5 separate regions of the Mus musculus genome follow, and all the other regions are linked to region 5. A link is a contact called in public ChIA-PET, HiChIP or PLAC-seq and promoter capture Hi-C data. All regions are on one chromosome and are shown on one strand. Each heading gives the region's core, a stretch centred on a gene start, on an enhancer-like site or on the middle of the called end of the contact. The rest is flanking DNA. Distances are from core to core; before and after follow the strand shown. Region 1 overlaps Hs3st3b1 (heparan sulfate (glucosamine) 3-O-sulfotransferase 3B1). Region 2 has its middle 130 kb from the start of Hs3st3b1. Region 3 has its middle 59 kb from the start of Hs3st3b1. Region 4 has its middle 55 kb from the start of Gm40016. Region 5 holds the start of Hs3st3a1 (heparan sulfate (glucosamine) 3-O-sulfotransferase 3A1).

What was found. Promoter capture Hi-C pulls out the DNA fragments that hold promoters and counts their contacts. ChIA-PET counts read pairs in DNA pulled down with a chosen protein or histone mark. HiChIP or PLAC-seq counts read pairs in DNA pulled down with a chosen protein or histone mark.
Region 1: an RNA polymerase II ChIA-PET map of memory CD8 T cells shows a contact between it and region 5, with 10 read pairs. The contact joins the enhancer-like site here to the promoter of Hs3st3a1 in region 5. A contact is called at or near these places in 11 of 39 promoter capture datasets (the 3T3-L1 cell line, 3T3-L1-derived adipocytes, cranial neural crest and 8 more), 26 of 484 Hi-C or Micro-C datasets (CD4 T cells, CD8 T cells, the N1E-115 cell line and 15 more), 18 of 115 datasets of contacts at active chromatin or transcription factors (acute myeloid leukemia, astrocytes, craniofacial prominence and 12 more) and 1 of 9 other capture datasets (liver).
Region 2: an H3K4me3 HiChIP or PLAC-seq map of embryonic limb bud shows a contact between it and region 5, with 3 times the contacts expected there. The contact joins the enhancer-like site here to the promoter of Hs3st3a1 in region 5. A contact is called at or near these places in 11 of 39 promoter capture datasets (the 3T3-L1 cell line, the C10 cell line, HPC-7-derived erythroid cells and 6 more), 2 of 484 Hi-C or Micro-C datasets (the N1E-115 cell line and liver), 4 of 115 datasets of contacts at active chromatin or transcription factors (embryonic forebrain, embryonic limb bud, embryonic stem cells and 1 more) and 2 of 9 other capture datasets (adipose tissue and embryonic stem cells).
Region 3: a contact with region 5 is called in a promoter capture Hi-C map of liver, with 2.6 times the contacts expected there. The contact joins the enhancer-like site here to the promoter of Hs3st3a1 in region 5. A contact is called at or near these places in 10 of 39 promoter capture datasets (the 3T3-L1 cell line, the C10 cell line, HPC-7-derived erythroid cells and 5 more), 4 of 115 datasets of contacts at active chromatin or transcription factors (craniofacial prominence, embryonic basal ganglia, fibro-adipogenic progenitors and 1 more) and 2 of 9 other capture datasets (embryonic stem cells and liver).
Region 4: an H3K4me3 HiChIP or PLAC-seq map of forebrain shows a contact between it and region 5, with 6 times the contacts expected there. The contact joins the enhancer-like site here to the promoter of Hs3st3a1 in region 5. A contact is called at or near these places in 8 of 39 promoter capture datasets (the 3T3-L1 cell line, the C10 cell line, HPC-7-derived erythroid cells and 4 more), 4 of 115 datasets of contacts at active chromatin or transcription factors (differentiating embryonic stem cells, embryonic stem cells, forebrain and 1 more) and 1 of 9 other capture datasets (embryonic stem cells).

What each region holds. Positions count from the first base shown.
Region 1 is chr11:63,907,363-63,910,138 of GRCm38.p6, forward strand. All of the region lies in intron 1 of Hs3st3b1 (heparan sulfate (glucosamine) 3-O-sulfotransferase 3B1), which reads right to left. Among named protein-coding and RNA genes, the nearest start is that of Hs3st3b1, 14 kb to the right of the region's middle. Within about 2 kb of position 1,314, at least 84 of the 459 cell types and tissues checked have an H3K27ac peak or open chromatin away from gene starts, as enhancers often do. A contact at or near this core is called in CD8 T cells, the N1E-115 cell line, acute myeloid leukemia and 3 more, where this site is marked.
Region 2 is chr11:63,788,104-63,790,803 of GRCm38.p6, forward strand. No RefSeq gene overlaps it. Among named protein-coding and RNA genes, the nearest start is that of Hs3st3b1, 130 kb to the right of the region's middle. Within about 2 kb of position 1,363, at least 14 of the 459 cell types and tissues checked have an H3K27ac peak or open chromatin away from gene starts, as enhancers often do. A contact at or near this core is called in the N1E-115 cell line and embryonic limb bud, where this site is marked.
Region 3 is chr11:63,861,646-63,864,345 of GRCm38.p6, forward strand. No RefSeq gene overlaps it. Among named protein-coding and RNA genes, the nearest start is that of Hs3st3b1, 59 kb to the right of the region's middle. Within about 2 kb of position 1,281, at least 40 of the 459 cell types and tissues checked have an H3K27ac peak or open chromatin away from gene starts, as enhancers often do. A contact at or near this core is called in craniofacial prominence and liver, where this site is marked.
Region 4 is chr11:63,517,768-63,520,578 of GRCm38.p6, forward strand. No RefSeq gene overlaps it. Among named protein-coding and RNA genes, the nearest start is that of Gm40016, 55 kb to the left of the region's middle. Within about 2 kb of position 1,289, at least 30 of the 459 cell types and tissues checked have an H3K27ac peak or open chromatin away from gene starts, as enhancers often do. A contact at or near this core is called in forebrain, where this site is marked.
Region 5 is chr11:64,434,010-64,436,709 of GRCm38.p6, forward strand. It overlaps Hs3st3a1 (heparan sulfate (glucosamine) 3-O-sulfotransferase 3A1), which reads left to right and starts at 1,323. Exons shown (of 2, transcript NM_178870.5): 1 at 1,323-2,617. The coding sequence starts at 2,058. It overlaps F930015N05Rik (RIKEN cDNA F930015N05 gene), which reads right to left and starts at 2,665. Exons shown (of 1, transcript NR_028445.1): 1 at 1-2,665.

The DNA of each region.
Region 1 (2,776 bases), core at 64-2,563, 530 kb before region 5:
TTGGTGGTCAGATAAAAGGGCACAGCAACACAGTTTACACTGTGCAAAAGAATGAAGAGGGTGTTTTGTTGTTGCTGCTGTGTTTTGAGATAGAGGTTGTACTAAGTAGCCTCAAGCCGAGATCCTCCTGCTTGCTTGCCAAGTGCTGGGAGTTTAGGTGTGCACTACACCGTCTTTGCTAGAGTTGACCATCTTAATGACGTTTGGCAACTGAGGCCTGAGGTTGATGGCTCATGCCTACAGTATACTTGGCTAGCATGTACAAGGACCCGGGTTCAATGCTCAGGAAGAAGTTTGACATTGAGGGAAACAAAAATGAAATGTGTTGAGATCAGAAAGAAAGAAAGAAAGAAAGAAAGAAAGAAAGAAAGAAAGAAAGAAAGAAAGAAAGAAAGAAAGAGAGAAAGAAAGAAAGAGAGAAAGAAAGAAAGAGAGAAAGAAAGAAAGAACCAACCAAAAGGGTGGGGTTGGTTGGAAATAAGGAGCCAATGAGGATAGAATCGGCCATATAGCCCTCATCCCTGGCCCCTGGAACGGGGAGGGGGTTGACCACATCCTCAGACAGATGGCTACCTACAGGCCCACCCATTGACTGCCGAATGGGTACCCTGGCTCCAGCATCCCCCTCTTCAGCACCCAGGAATGCTGTGTGGAGAGTCTGCAGCTGCTCCAGCTGCAGGTCTCTCTTGGAAGTAGAATTTCTAATTACAGGGCTTTCCTTTAATGACAGACTCCACCCCAACAACCAGCAGTCACTTTGAGGATGTATACCCTCTCCCTCATCATGAAGGCGCTCTAGCAATGGCCTTTGATTCTAGGCGCCATCTTTTCTGCTCACCAGCAAAAGCAGTCCTTGCTGAAAACTGTTCAACAGAATTGTAACTTTGGCTTCCGGGATGAAATACTTGGGGCACGGGCATGGAAACACAGGATAGCACTTATTAGTCATTCATCATTGTGACCAAACACTTGATAAGAAGCACCCTGAGAGAGGAAGGACTTAACAAGGCACAGTTCTACTGAGGGAAAGGCACAACAACATCATCATGATAGGATGAGGTGAGGCGGGAACCCTCACCTCAACTATTGGCAAAAGCGTGCTAGTCAGGACAAACAAAAAGCAAGTGCCCGATACACTGCCAAGTATATCAAACTGCATCTGTCTTAGTTTTGTGGCTGTGATTAAAAAATACCCCGAACAAACTGAAGGGAGAAAGTACTTCTGTGGGTTGTAGTTTCGGAGAGATACAATCTATCAGGGCAAGAAAGATATGGTGGTGGAAACAGGAAGTTGCCTGGATCCCAGAGCAGTCACAGGAAGTACAGTGTGGACAGGAAGTGCAGCCTGCTGAAGAAGGTTCATGACTTTCCAGGCAGCACCAGCTGTGAACAACCATTTAAAGCTGTGTGCAGGTGGAGAGCGTCTCCCATCCAAACACAAGAGCAACTCCAAAGAGCAAAACCCAAAGCAGGAAGCATCCCAATAACAAAATAAATGCCTTCTGAGACCCCCTCACGCCTTCTTCCTGCTTCCTGGGTCCATCGCTGGTCCCCATGACAGTCCTCAGACAGAGAGAGCTCAGAAGTTATTCTATGGGGAAGGAGAAGCAGGCGGGTTTTAGAACTGGGGCAAAATCCCAATTAAGTCCAAGTCAAAGCACAATTGACACGTGGGCTTCAAGTAGAACAAATTTTTGGTTTTTTTGTTTTTTTTTTTGCGTAAGCTTATTATTAAGAAAAACTTGAGAATAAATAAACAAATCACACACTATAGCTAACCAGACCCAACATCAATAAAACCTAATGAACATATATTCCGTTAGAACAGCATTCACAGCAGAAGGTTGTGAAGTTTCACGTTAAACTTTACACTTTCAGGGCTGGAGAGATGACTCAGCTGTTAAGAGCACTGGCCGCTCTTCTCAAGGTCCTGAGTTCAACTCCCAGCAACCAGATGATGGCTCACAACCATCTGTAATGAGGTCTGATGCCCTCTTCTGGTGTGTCTGAAGACAGAGACAGTGTACTCGTGTGTGTGTGTGTGTGTGTGTGTGTGTGTGTGTGTGTGTGTATGTATAAACAAATCTTTAAAAAAAATCAAAACAAACAAAAAAACACATTTCAGTGTCAAATATATCTTATGCACTAACCACCACTCCACACTAAAACCCCCTCCACAGAGTTAGAAGAAGAAAAACAATGAGCTTTCTATCCTCTTCATAACTGTTGTCTGTCACCTGTGCTCATCTAAGGCCTTCCTCATCTCCTTACATAAGGAGATGTACAGTAGGCCTCCCAGCCATTCCCTGCGAGTGTTCTTTATTCAGAACACAAAATCCTCAGGAGCCTGTTTTTGGGTTTCCAGCTGCAACTGGAAGAATATACAATCCTAAAAATAACTAAAAATGAGTGAGTGGGTGGCTGTGCTCTGGGGGGGGGGGGGGGTGGAGGCAGCCCTACCCAGGAGCTGCACCTTCACTGGGGTGTCCTATAACCTCAGTACACTGGATATGGGGAGGGCACAGTTCTAAGCCAGGGCTGATCAGCAGTTTTGATCACGTCTACTCGCCTTCGTGGAAGGCTCCAGACAGAACCAGGTTACTCTGTAGTCTAGGCAGGGACAGGCCTAAGCCATGTGGGAATGAGGGCAATTGGGAGCCAATGTGGTTTCTCCAGGTCTCAGAAGTCTGAGCCCTAAAAAATGAAGGTTGGCCCTGCCCATGTAGCATTCCTACACTGGCCTCCTGGCTCATGAGCTGCCAGAGAATCCCTGCCC
Region 2 (2,700 bases), core at 113-2,612, 650 kb before region 5:
CTCCTCCCCCCATTTCATGAAGAGAGCAAAGATACGCACTCCAAACCCTGTGTGGCAACACAGGACATACAAGAAAACTTGTCTCCGGAATACTACAGAAAGCTTTCACCTCCTAAGGAACTCTCCTAAGGAATTGGTCAAATCATGTGTTAGAGAAGCTGGTCTGTATTTAGCAGTGCCTAACCAAGATCTCTAGTTGCTAAGCCTACTTCCCCTCTGTGATGCGAGTCTGGGCATTTTTTCTCAAAGGTTAGAAGCTACGTGAGGAGCTTAATGTTAGGAGCTTGCGATTACATCACTACCAAAAACCTGGGGCTTCTCTCCCTTTGATCAACTCTGAAGACTGTGGAATCAGAGAAGGCATGTTGAGGTCCTAGTTACACCAACAGGGAATGTTGGGAAGTCCTTTCATCCCTCTGTACCTCAATCTCCTTATCTGTGAAATGGGGGCATCCTAATACTAACTTTATATGGTCATAATCAGGGCTTGCACATAAAATATCTTAAAAATAATTTTCAAATACAACTTCATAAGGAAGGAAATCTTGTTGTCAAGAATTGAACAAGCTGATAGCCAGGTGTGGTGATGTACTCTTGTAACCACAGCACTTGGAAGACGAAGACAGGAGAATAGAGAGTTCAAGTTCATTTTTAGCTACAGAGTGAGCTCAAGGCCAGCCTGGGTGGACTGCATGATCTCTTTTTCTCTCCCCGCCCTGCCTACATGCACTTCAACAAGCCTAGTGTGGTAGTGCATACCTAAAATCCTAGCAGTCAGGAAACTGAGACAGGTAGTTAAGGAGATTGAGAGCTCAAGGCTTGCCACTGCTAAACAGGAAGATGTTGTCTTAAGAAGAAATAATTTGATCGTCACTATACCCATGCATGACCCTGTGCCCATCTTGTCCAGGCAGCCGTCTCCATCAGACCTTGTTGCTGTACTCCTCTGATAATGTCCCGTGGAATCCCTTTTAACTATTTCCCAGCCTCAGGATCTACCTTCATGGTGTGGATCTAACCTCTGTGGCTCAACGTTGTCTATGGCAGCATTGAATACATCCCCTCTGGGCCATAAAACAGAGCTCTCAGGCACTACTCCATCCTGCCCTCTAATGGAAAGAGTTTCAAGGGGAGAGAGGGACAGAGAGCGAGTGCCACCAAGAAGAGGGAAGAAGCAGGGTCCCTCCAAGATGCAGTGGGCATGAAAGCGAAAACAAACAGCTTTAACCCTGCAACTCTTTAGACTTCTATGGGAAGAAGATCCAGAAACCACCTCCAGCAAAGGACAAAAATACCCACAATGCTTAGCTGTAGCTTATTACATTCTCAAAACACTCTCCCACGCTGTTCACTGGTAGTGTCTCAGAAGCGATCTGGGCAGATGAGAAGCTAAGAGTGTAAAGATTCAGCTGACTTGCTCAAGGCCAGTAAAGCATAAAGCAGACACCAAACACAAAAGCTTGGTGCACACCCTGTGCCCTTCTGTACTGTTTCCTCTGGGTCCAGAGCGATGCTTCCATAGTGTACAGAAATGCAACCAGGCCTCTGTTCAGTTGTTCAGCGACTCAGAGAGGAGTGAGGCTTCTGCCCAGCTGGGGAAGCTCTGCTTGGTGACAAAGAATACTGGAGGAAGTGTACAGTATGCAGGGAACCCAGGCGCTTGTCCCTGGAGGGTAGTTAAAGGCCAAAAGACACCTGCCCTGCCAGAATAGCAGGAGTTTGAATTCCTCTAAACATAGCAAGGTGGACTCAGTCACCTCCAGCCATATGGACTTCATTATCCTGGGAGCCTGCATGAGCTGAGCATTACTGGGTTACAGCGCGCTCTGGATGATGTTATGGTCAATTGATCCAAATTGGATTATTAAGAAGGAAGCTTGGCTATTAGAGGTTTTCCCTTTGTGCTTGGGGATGATGCTCTGAGAGGAACGCTGGTGACTAAGCCTCAGATGCCTTGATAGGAGTCGATCCAGGGTGGAGTTTTCTGGGCTCTTGTGCAGACAATCTTTGTGAGTTTGATAAACAGTCCCCCAGCGGAGGACTGAAAACATCTTGGCATTGTGACAGACCTGATATCAACAAGCTCGTGCAAATACTATAACTTCTTTCCTTACATTCTTCATTTTTGAGTCTAACAGACTTTGGACTTGATTCATTTCGAACAGTGTAATTTTTTTTTTTTTACAAGTCCAACATAAAAACCTTGATTCAGCATGTCTCATTTTACAGGAAGTTATAGTAACCCTGTTGCCTTCTGGTCAGATCCTATGGAAGGTCCTTGACTTTGGTAAGGATAATTTAAGGTTTTTAGAAATGACCTAATATAAACTCCTTTGCCCTAGGGAAGTTCTTCTGTGTTGTTCTTCTTTTCTTTTGCTTTGCTTTTCAGTCAAAGAACAATGGGAAAGAAAAAAGGGGAAGGGGGAGGCGTCACTCTAAAGTTTTCAAGATCTGAAGCGACTGAACAAGTTAGAAGCAAACACTAATTTTAAGATATAATCGCATGAATATAAACAGTGACGGTTCCGTGAAGAGAATTCACTCACCTCGGCCCTTGGAGAATAGACAGGTACAGAAGATAAGAATTTCAGAAAAGACTGGGTGTGGTGGAGAACACCTGCAATCCCGGAGGCTGCGGCAGGAGGATTACAAGTTCAAAGGCAGTCTACATCATGTACTAAGATCCCAGGCAGCCTGGGC
Region 3 (2,700 bases), core at 31-2,530, 570 kb before region 5:
ATGGCTAGGACCTCAAGAAGTGCACATCAAAAGCTGCCTCTTTCTTTATCTTCATTTCTTTCTCTGGTTCCTATTAAACATGGCTGAGCAAGGATCTTTCGAATGAAGAGCCTGCTTTCACAGCTTGTGCCTTCTCTTCAGGAGATTCCAGCTGTCCCAAAGACAGACTAGCCCAGGCAAGATACAGTAAAGCTCTGTTTTCCAGAGCAGTGACAGGGCACTGTTTTCATCAAGCGCTGGGATTCCAGCTTCCTCAACTTATACTGGTCAACTATATCCAGTTTCTGCACCTCCAGGATCTCCGAAGAGAATCCCTGGAGGATCTTCTGCTGGGTTGGGTAAGCTTCTGCCCCAGCAGTTCCAGCAACCCTGACTGGGTGACTGTGACCCACAGTGTGCTGTGCAGCTTCCTGGTCCCTGCCACCCTCCTGGTGACCAGGGGTTAGGGTAGGCACTGACCCTAGTTATCTATATCCCTTGATCTTGGTCTGGTCCTTTGGCCTTTGACCCCAGTGTCTGTTGCTTTCAAGCATTATCCTGTTCTTTCTGTTGAAGTCACCACTCTGTTCCTGTCCTGCTGCACTGAGCTGACTGTCAACACTACAGCAAACAAGGGAAAGGAAGGGGGAGGGAAGAGGGCGAGCAGTTTCATTGGCTCAGCTGGGTGGTTAGAAAGAAAGGTTGCTTCTCTTTGTTTCTTCTTGAAGCAAATAACTTGTTTAACTTGGATTGATTGGCCATTTGACCTGGGCTCCCAGGGGCCCCGGGGCAGCCTGATAGAGTCAGTAAATAGATGGGGAGAGTATAGGTTCAAGGACTTCTTTCTTCTACTTCAGATCTGCCACAAGGAAAGAGGAACCACGACTGCCTTCTCCCCCTTTTTAAACATTCTGTTTTGAAAACACATTCTTAACATTTTGCTTACAAAACAACAAATCCTTCTCTAAGGTCTCCATCCAGGCCTTAGTTATTATACTAGGTCTTCAAAGAAAAAGCTTTGTGGGTTCTCTCCAGTATCCTACCAACTCAGATTCTGGCTTTAAGAAAGAAAGAAAGAAAGAAAGAAAGAAAGAAAGAAAGAAAGAAAGGAAGGAAGGAAGGAAGAAAGAAAGAAAGAAAGAAAGAAAGAAAGAAAGAAAGAAAGAAAGAAAGAAAGAAAATCAAGGGGAAAAAAAAAACCCTGCCTATACCAAAGGTAAATTGCAAACATTGGAGGATGGGCCCTGGGTGACAACAAACCACAAAGGTACATGAGTCACAAACAGGGATCAAAGCCAATGACTGGAGCCCAGTAAGAAGTATGGACTTGGCAAGAAAACCATCAAAAGCAAACACTTGGAAAGTGCAGTGTCATTTAGTTTAAACTGAATGTGTTAAAAATGTCTGTGTAGTTCAGACGAGTGCTTTTGCACTTATTACTCCTTCCTGCCTTTCTTCCTTTCTTCCTTCCTTCCTTTCTTTCTTTCTTTCTTTCTTTCTTTCTTTCTTTCTTTCTTTCTTTCTTTCTTTCTTCCTTCCTTCCTTCCTTCCTTCCTTCCTTCCTTCCTTCCTTGATTTCTTTCTTTCTTTCTTCCTCACCCTCTCTTCTCAGTAATGAAAATGAAAACATGTAACAGCTGCGAGTTTATGCCAATTCATTTTTTTAAATCTTTTATTTACTGATGTGTGGGTCAGGATGACAACTGTCAGAGAGTCACTTCTCTCCCTCTACCATGTGGGATGCAGGAATTGAACTCATATCCCCAGGCTTAGCCGCAAGCTCCTGTACCTGCTGAGCCATCTCACTGGCTCCCTGATTGATTTTTTTTTTGACAAAACAAATAAAGTAATATGATGCAGAAGCTTGAGTATTTGAGGGTTGGCTGGTTAGTTTGTTGACCAGTTCTCACGCCACAGCCCAAGCTGCGGTCGAGCTTTCTAATGCCTCCTACTTCAGCACTATACACATGTAATTCCACGCCAGGATCTATGTTTTTAAATTCTTATTCACACTTTACATTTCCCGACAAGTAATTGGATGACATTAATTAAAAGCCTTAAAAGTGTTTATTCCCTTGACCCAGAAATTTACAATTTATAAGTCTATACCAAACAATTATTTAGTACTTTGACTTATATGACTCAAAATTCCCAGTTCTGATCACAGCTACACAAACCTGAAGGCTGGATGAAGAGGGGAGGGGGGGGAGAGGGAGAGGGAGAGAGAGAACAAGAAAAGGAAGCATAATTGGTCCTAGGTTTAGTGAAGGAGAACGTTTATTGCAGACACGTGGGAGGGAGAGCATAGCCAGAGGCAGGGACATGTGGGTCAGTCGCGTGGGTGGACATGACCCTGAACCATGTGGGGAGAGAAGGGAGAGGGAACCAGGTGCAGCAGCCAGGAGACCCAAAAGTACCAAGAGAGGAGAGAGCCACCATGCCGGGATTGTAGAGGAAGAGCAGCCTAGACCACTGAGCTGGAGACACTTAGGGTAGGGGACCCTCTAACAGGTGGGGACTGAGGGATGCAAGGAGAACCTGGTGGCCATGTCTGCTTTGACGTGTTAAATAGACACCTCAGCCTTTTGTCCCAGGTTTGAAACCTAACATCTGAAATTTACCTTCCTTCATAGAATTGGATTGGAACACATACTATGGCATATACTGTCACTGAATGGCATTCAGCTCTCAAAATTGCCATGAAAACTGCTGTAATGCTCA
Region 4 (2,811 bases), core at 39-2,538, 920 kb before region 5:
GAAGCAGTACTCCTCCATGGTAACTATTTCAGTTCCTGCCTCCAGGGTCCTGCCTTGAGCCCCTGTCCCAGCTTCCCTCAGTGATGGTCTGCAATCTGTAAGCCAAACAAACTCTTTCCTCCCTCACAGCCACAGAAATCAAACTAGGACAATTTTCAAAGGACCAGAAATGAGTTGTATAAAATGAAGTTTTCTCTGCAGCATGCCTGGAACTTTGTTTACTCTAAGGTTGTTGGGCTGAGTGTATCAAAAAAAAAAAAAAACCCTTGAAATACTCATTTTATTGATCCGCACACCCAAGAGGTGCCATCAGAAATAAAAGGAGACATCTGAAATGTTTAATTATTGCTATTGGTGATACAGAAAACCTGAATTGAACACAAAGATTCTGCAAAAGAGGACTGGCCAGTCTGCCTATAGAACATTTGTAATGTCGTTTTGAATAAGAATTCACATTGGCATGGATAAAACTCTAATTGTACTTTAAAAGAAAATAAGTGCCCACCCACACACAGAGAAAAAGAGTGAGCACTGAAGAACACTTGCTCCCCAAAGACAACCAGGTGCTAGGATTAGCATTTCCGGCCTTTCTTCACTTCTTGTGATTATCTTTATTCAGCATTTTTATATTCTGCCTTCTGTAACATTACTCATGTAGTTTAATGTAAAAATTCATTTTGAAATGCTATGAATAGGAGGGAGATACTTCTGAAACATTCACACTGAAATTTGGAGTCAATAATAAAACCCCTTAAGTGTGCTTAGTGCCCTTCTCAGTGAACAGATGCCTTCCGACAGTGTCCCCCTAGGCCTGCTTCTCCTTGCTCCAGATGACACGAGGAACCCACCCATGCCAGGTTACCACAATAATCTTGGTAACTGCAGGCAGTGAAAATGTCGCTAGAGGTGTGTCGAGGAATACAACTAACAGTTATCCTCACTTCTCATATAGATGGAAGGTAGCAGTCTGGACCAACAGCTGCAGAGTCCACCGGCCACAAAGCCCACCACAAACAAAGGCCCCCTTGAAAAAAATCCGAGTTACATGAAGAAATCTCAAGTGCGTGATATGATTTACAAAAATTAAATTGGCAAGGAATGTGGCAATAAAGTTGTCTAATGTGTTCCAGAGTGCCGTGTGAGATGATTTAAGGTAGCCAAGAGCGAAAGTGATTTAAAATTGCCTGCCGAGCAGTGACCATTTTCAGAGCCTCTGAGTCTTGGGTTGAATGTGAAGCCTCCAGTTCAAAGGCCTATTGCAGGGCCTGACAGGAGGAAGTGAGAGGCCAGCTGGACCTGTGCCAGAGGATATAACAAAGAATGCACACTGCACACCCAGCCTGGGGCTCACACTCACACACTAACAATGGTTCTTTCTCCCCTTGTTTGAAAAGCAACCAAGTCGGCTTCCAGCTTCTACCGTTGTAGATAAGAAAACCATGTCCGTTCCCTCTGCTCTGTCTCTGGGGCCCTCTGACCCTATTCTTGCTTTATCTGCTCCACAGGGTGCAGGTCTCCCGATGGATGGTCATAATGGTATGAAGCAAGCATCATGCCTACCTAGGATGTGCTGCTCTTGGCAAAACAGACTAAAGCTGGCAATGTGGCTCAGTGGTAAAAACACTTGTATCCGAGTCTGACAGCTTCTTGAGTTCTATCCTGGGACTCACATAGATAGGAGAGAGAGAGAACCAACTCCTTCAAGTTGTCCTCTGATCTCTACATAGGTGTTATGGTATGCATTTGCACACACATGAGAGAGAGAGAGAGAGAGAAAGAGAGAGAGAGAGAGAGAGAGAACGGCCAGGCAGTGGTGGCGCATGCCTTTATTCCCAACACTTTGGAGGCAGAGGCAGGCGGATTTCTGAGTTTGAGGCCAGCCTGGTCTACAGAGTGAGTTCCAGGACAGCCAGGGCTACACAGAGAAACCCTGTCTCGAAAACCAAAACCAAAACCAAAAGTCTTTATGATTTGGTTTAATTCTGTGGCCATTTAACAGAATAATAGTGGAAAGTTCTCCCCTGGGGTCTATAATCTGCCTAGCCACAGGTTCTTCACCCAACAGTGGTTCCAGGTACGAGTTTCATTTTGTGGAGCAGAACTTAAATCCTATCACAAAGTGATAAGTTACTCCCATGATGTTTGTCACTACTGCACCCGTGGCACATCTTGCCAGGGAGGCCATTATGGCAGCCTAACATGTTCCCAGCGTGGTAAGACAATGCTTATGCTTCTCCCCTGGTAGCATGCAGAGTCCCCTCCAACACTGGAAGCTATCAGGTAGGGAGTGAAGCTCCCAGCTTAGCGTCAGCTTAGTTTCTCCACGTTCCGTGGCTCTAGTAGGTGGTGACTTCAGCAGTAGGGTCTTACTATCAATGTCTAGAGGGAAACAAACAAACCAGTGGGGAACAATTTCAAAATAAATAGCCCATTTCTTGAACCAGGCTATTTATTTGTTAGTCTGTGACATCAAGTGGGGGCACTAGTTGCCCTGCTATAGGAAAACTCTATTGTATTGTCTCTTTCTTCCTCCCTCTCTCAAAAAAGTAATAGGAAACCCATTCATGTATATGAATATATGCATGCATGTGAGCACACAAACACACACACACACACACACACACACACACACACACACACACAGAAACAAACTCATATATATGAGAGGGGAAGAGAGAGAAAATGGAGTTTTCCTGTAAGATGGCATGGTTTCCATATTACATTTTGAAAGTCCTTAATGTTATTAATCCCTCCCCGTACTACCCCCTCAACGTATCTTGCCTTTTAATTCCCAAGCCCAGGTTAATCCTT
Region 5 (2,700 bases), core at 73-2,572:
AAAATGAAATATCTGGTGGTGGAAGAGATGGCTCGGCAGTAAGAGCCCTGGCTGCTCTTCTAGAGGACCTGGTACAATTCCCAGCACCCACATCTAGGCTAACAACTGTCAGGAACTCCAGTTCAAAGAGATTTAGAACTCTCCAGCTGGCACCAGGTACCCACGTGGTGCACAGACACACATGCAGGCAAAACAGCCATACACATAAAATACAAATAAATGAAAAATTGAAAACAAAACCACCACAGAGTAACAGCCAAAGAAAGCAATCAAACCTTCAACATCTCCTGAAGATTTTACTACTCACCTCCCCAGGAGCCAGCAAGGGGCAGATTTTACCTCTTTGTGACTTGCTTTGGGGGCATGGGAAGGGTATCTAGGGGTCAGGGGAAATAAGAGAAAAAGGAACCCGTTGTTTAGGGAAGGACTCTTAACTCTCAAAGAGTGAAAACACATTCACGCATGTGGGTGGTGCACATATGCAAAGTATTAAACTTTATCAACAACTGGTTATACGGATTTGGAATTGTACTTATTATTTTTTAAATATAATTTCTGTTTTGGTGTATTTATTGATCTAGTTTCTAAGGGGTTCCTTTCCAGGTCCTATGAGACTCTTCATCTTTTTAAATAAATCCAAAGGAAAAACAAGCAAGCAAGCAAACTAACAGACAGACTTGTAAGGGCCCTCAGTGGACAGGGAAGTAGAAGGCAAGTCTGTACTGAAGCTGTCTCTTTGCCCAGACAAATGGGGGCGTGGCCTGCCAAGAACTCTTGGGAACAAAACTTCAGAAGTCTCTGGGATGAGAGGGGATGGGATGGGTGGGCTGGAGAAGGGTAGGAATACAGAAGCTGGGACCAGAGGGAATCAGGAAGTGGGGATCTGGGGGTGTTAAGGCTGCTAAGGACTAAGCTGAGCTGGAGAGGTCTGAGAACCCCCAATCCGGCAAGGGGTGGACTGGCTGGGCGTTAGACTCAGGCAATCATACAGGCGCTGTCAATCTGACAGCGCCCAGAGACCTAGGGGTGGAGGAGGAGGAAGGAGGAAAGGAGAGAGGGAGTGCGAGGAAGGGGCGTCTCCTCTGTCGTCCGCGCCCTCTCCAGTGTATTGGGCGGTGCCTCGTCACCTTTTTTTTTTTTTTTTGTCCCGGTCCCACCCCTTCTGCCTCTCTAGCCCGGCCCCTGCGCCTCTGCTCTGCACCCTAGAGCGGATCCCCGCGTTGGTCTGGCCTGGGCCGTTGACGTCACCACCAAGTTTGCTGTCCTTCGCGTCCCACGTGTGGCGGTAGCGGCTGAGGAGGCTGCGGGGAGAGCCCAAGAGCACAGTGGCAGCGGTGGCTGACAGGTCCCGCACAGCGGGGCCCCTCCAAGCTGTTCCCAGCTGGGGCCCCAGAGGAGTGGGTAGACTTCCGGAGCGCTCAAGAGGCCAGAAGGCTTGAGTCCCATTCGGATAGAGGGACTAGGGGGACTTTGCTTGCTCGGTTGCTGAGACGAGCTGAGCCAGGACTCAGGGCACGCTCCTGGGCGGGCCAGGAGAGCAGAAGCTGGAAAAAGGGTCACTCGTTCTAACCGGAGCGTACACAATTCTTCGGCCCGAGAGTCCTGCGCCCGCTCCACGGGGGACTGAGCCAAGGATGTGTTATCGCTGAGCCAAGTTCCGCACCGCTCAGGACCCTGCTGAGCCGAGCACCTTCGCCACTGCCGCCGCAGAGACTCCCTTGCCGGGCGACTCTCGGAGACCCAGGGCGCGGAGCTCTGCGCAGCTAGGCTCAGGACTCGGGCGCGTTTCAGACCCAAGACCATGGTTTCTTAAGCACGGCCCCGCACCCCTTTCCTCCTCGTCGCCCGAAGCCCAGGACCCCAAGAAGGGCTCGCAGTGCTTGGTCCCTAGTTCCAGCCCCTGCTGCCGCCCAGCGGGGCAGCTCTCAGGCACGCAGGGCGGCTCAGGCGATGCGGCCGCGGGGCAGCACGCTGGCTGGCAGCGGGGATGGCGGAGCTCCCAGCACAGTCGTGGCCTAGCATGGCCCGCTCGCCGTCCGAGGTCGCCTCTGGCTAGGATGGCCCCCTCGGGTCCCACCGGCGCCCAGCCCAGCCCGGCGGAGCCACTGTCGCGCAGCATCTTCAGGAAGTTCTTGCTGATGCTCTGCTCGCTACTCACTTCCCTCTACGTCTTCTACTGCCTGGCGGAGCGCTGCCCACCCGGCTCGGGCCCCGTCGCGGGGGTCCCGGGGCGCGGCGTCCCTGCAGGACCCAGGGAACTGGCGATGTGGCCCGCGGGAGCGCCAAGGAAGCGCCTCCTGCAGCTGAGGCAACGGAGGAGGCGCGGGCGGTCGGGGCCAGGAGACAGCAGCGACCAGGAGGAGCAGAGCCCTGGGCTGGCCGCCGCACCAGGAGGCTCCGGGGCGGGAAGCAGCGTGGCCGAGGCCCAGCCGGGGACCCTGGCCTTACTTCTGGACGAGGGCAGCAAGCAGCTGCCGCAGGCCATCATCATCGGCGTGAAGAAGGGCGGCACGCGGGCGCTGCTGGAGTTCCTGCGCGTGCACCCCGACGTGCGTGCCGTGGGTGCTGAGCCCCACTTTTTTGACCGCAGCTACCACAAGGGCCTCGCCTGGTACCGGTGAGCGCGGGGACCCCCATGGGTACTTCTGAGCGCTGGCTGTGCAGAGGGGGAGACTAGGAAGGGATGGCAAAGGGGGAGCA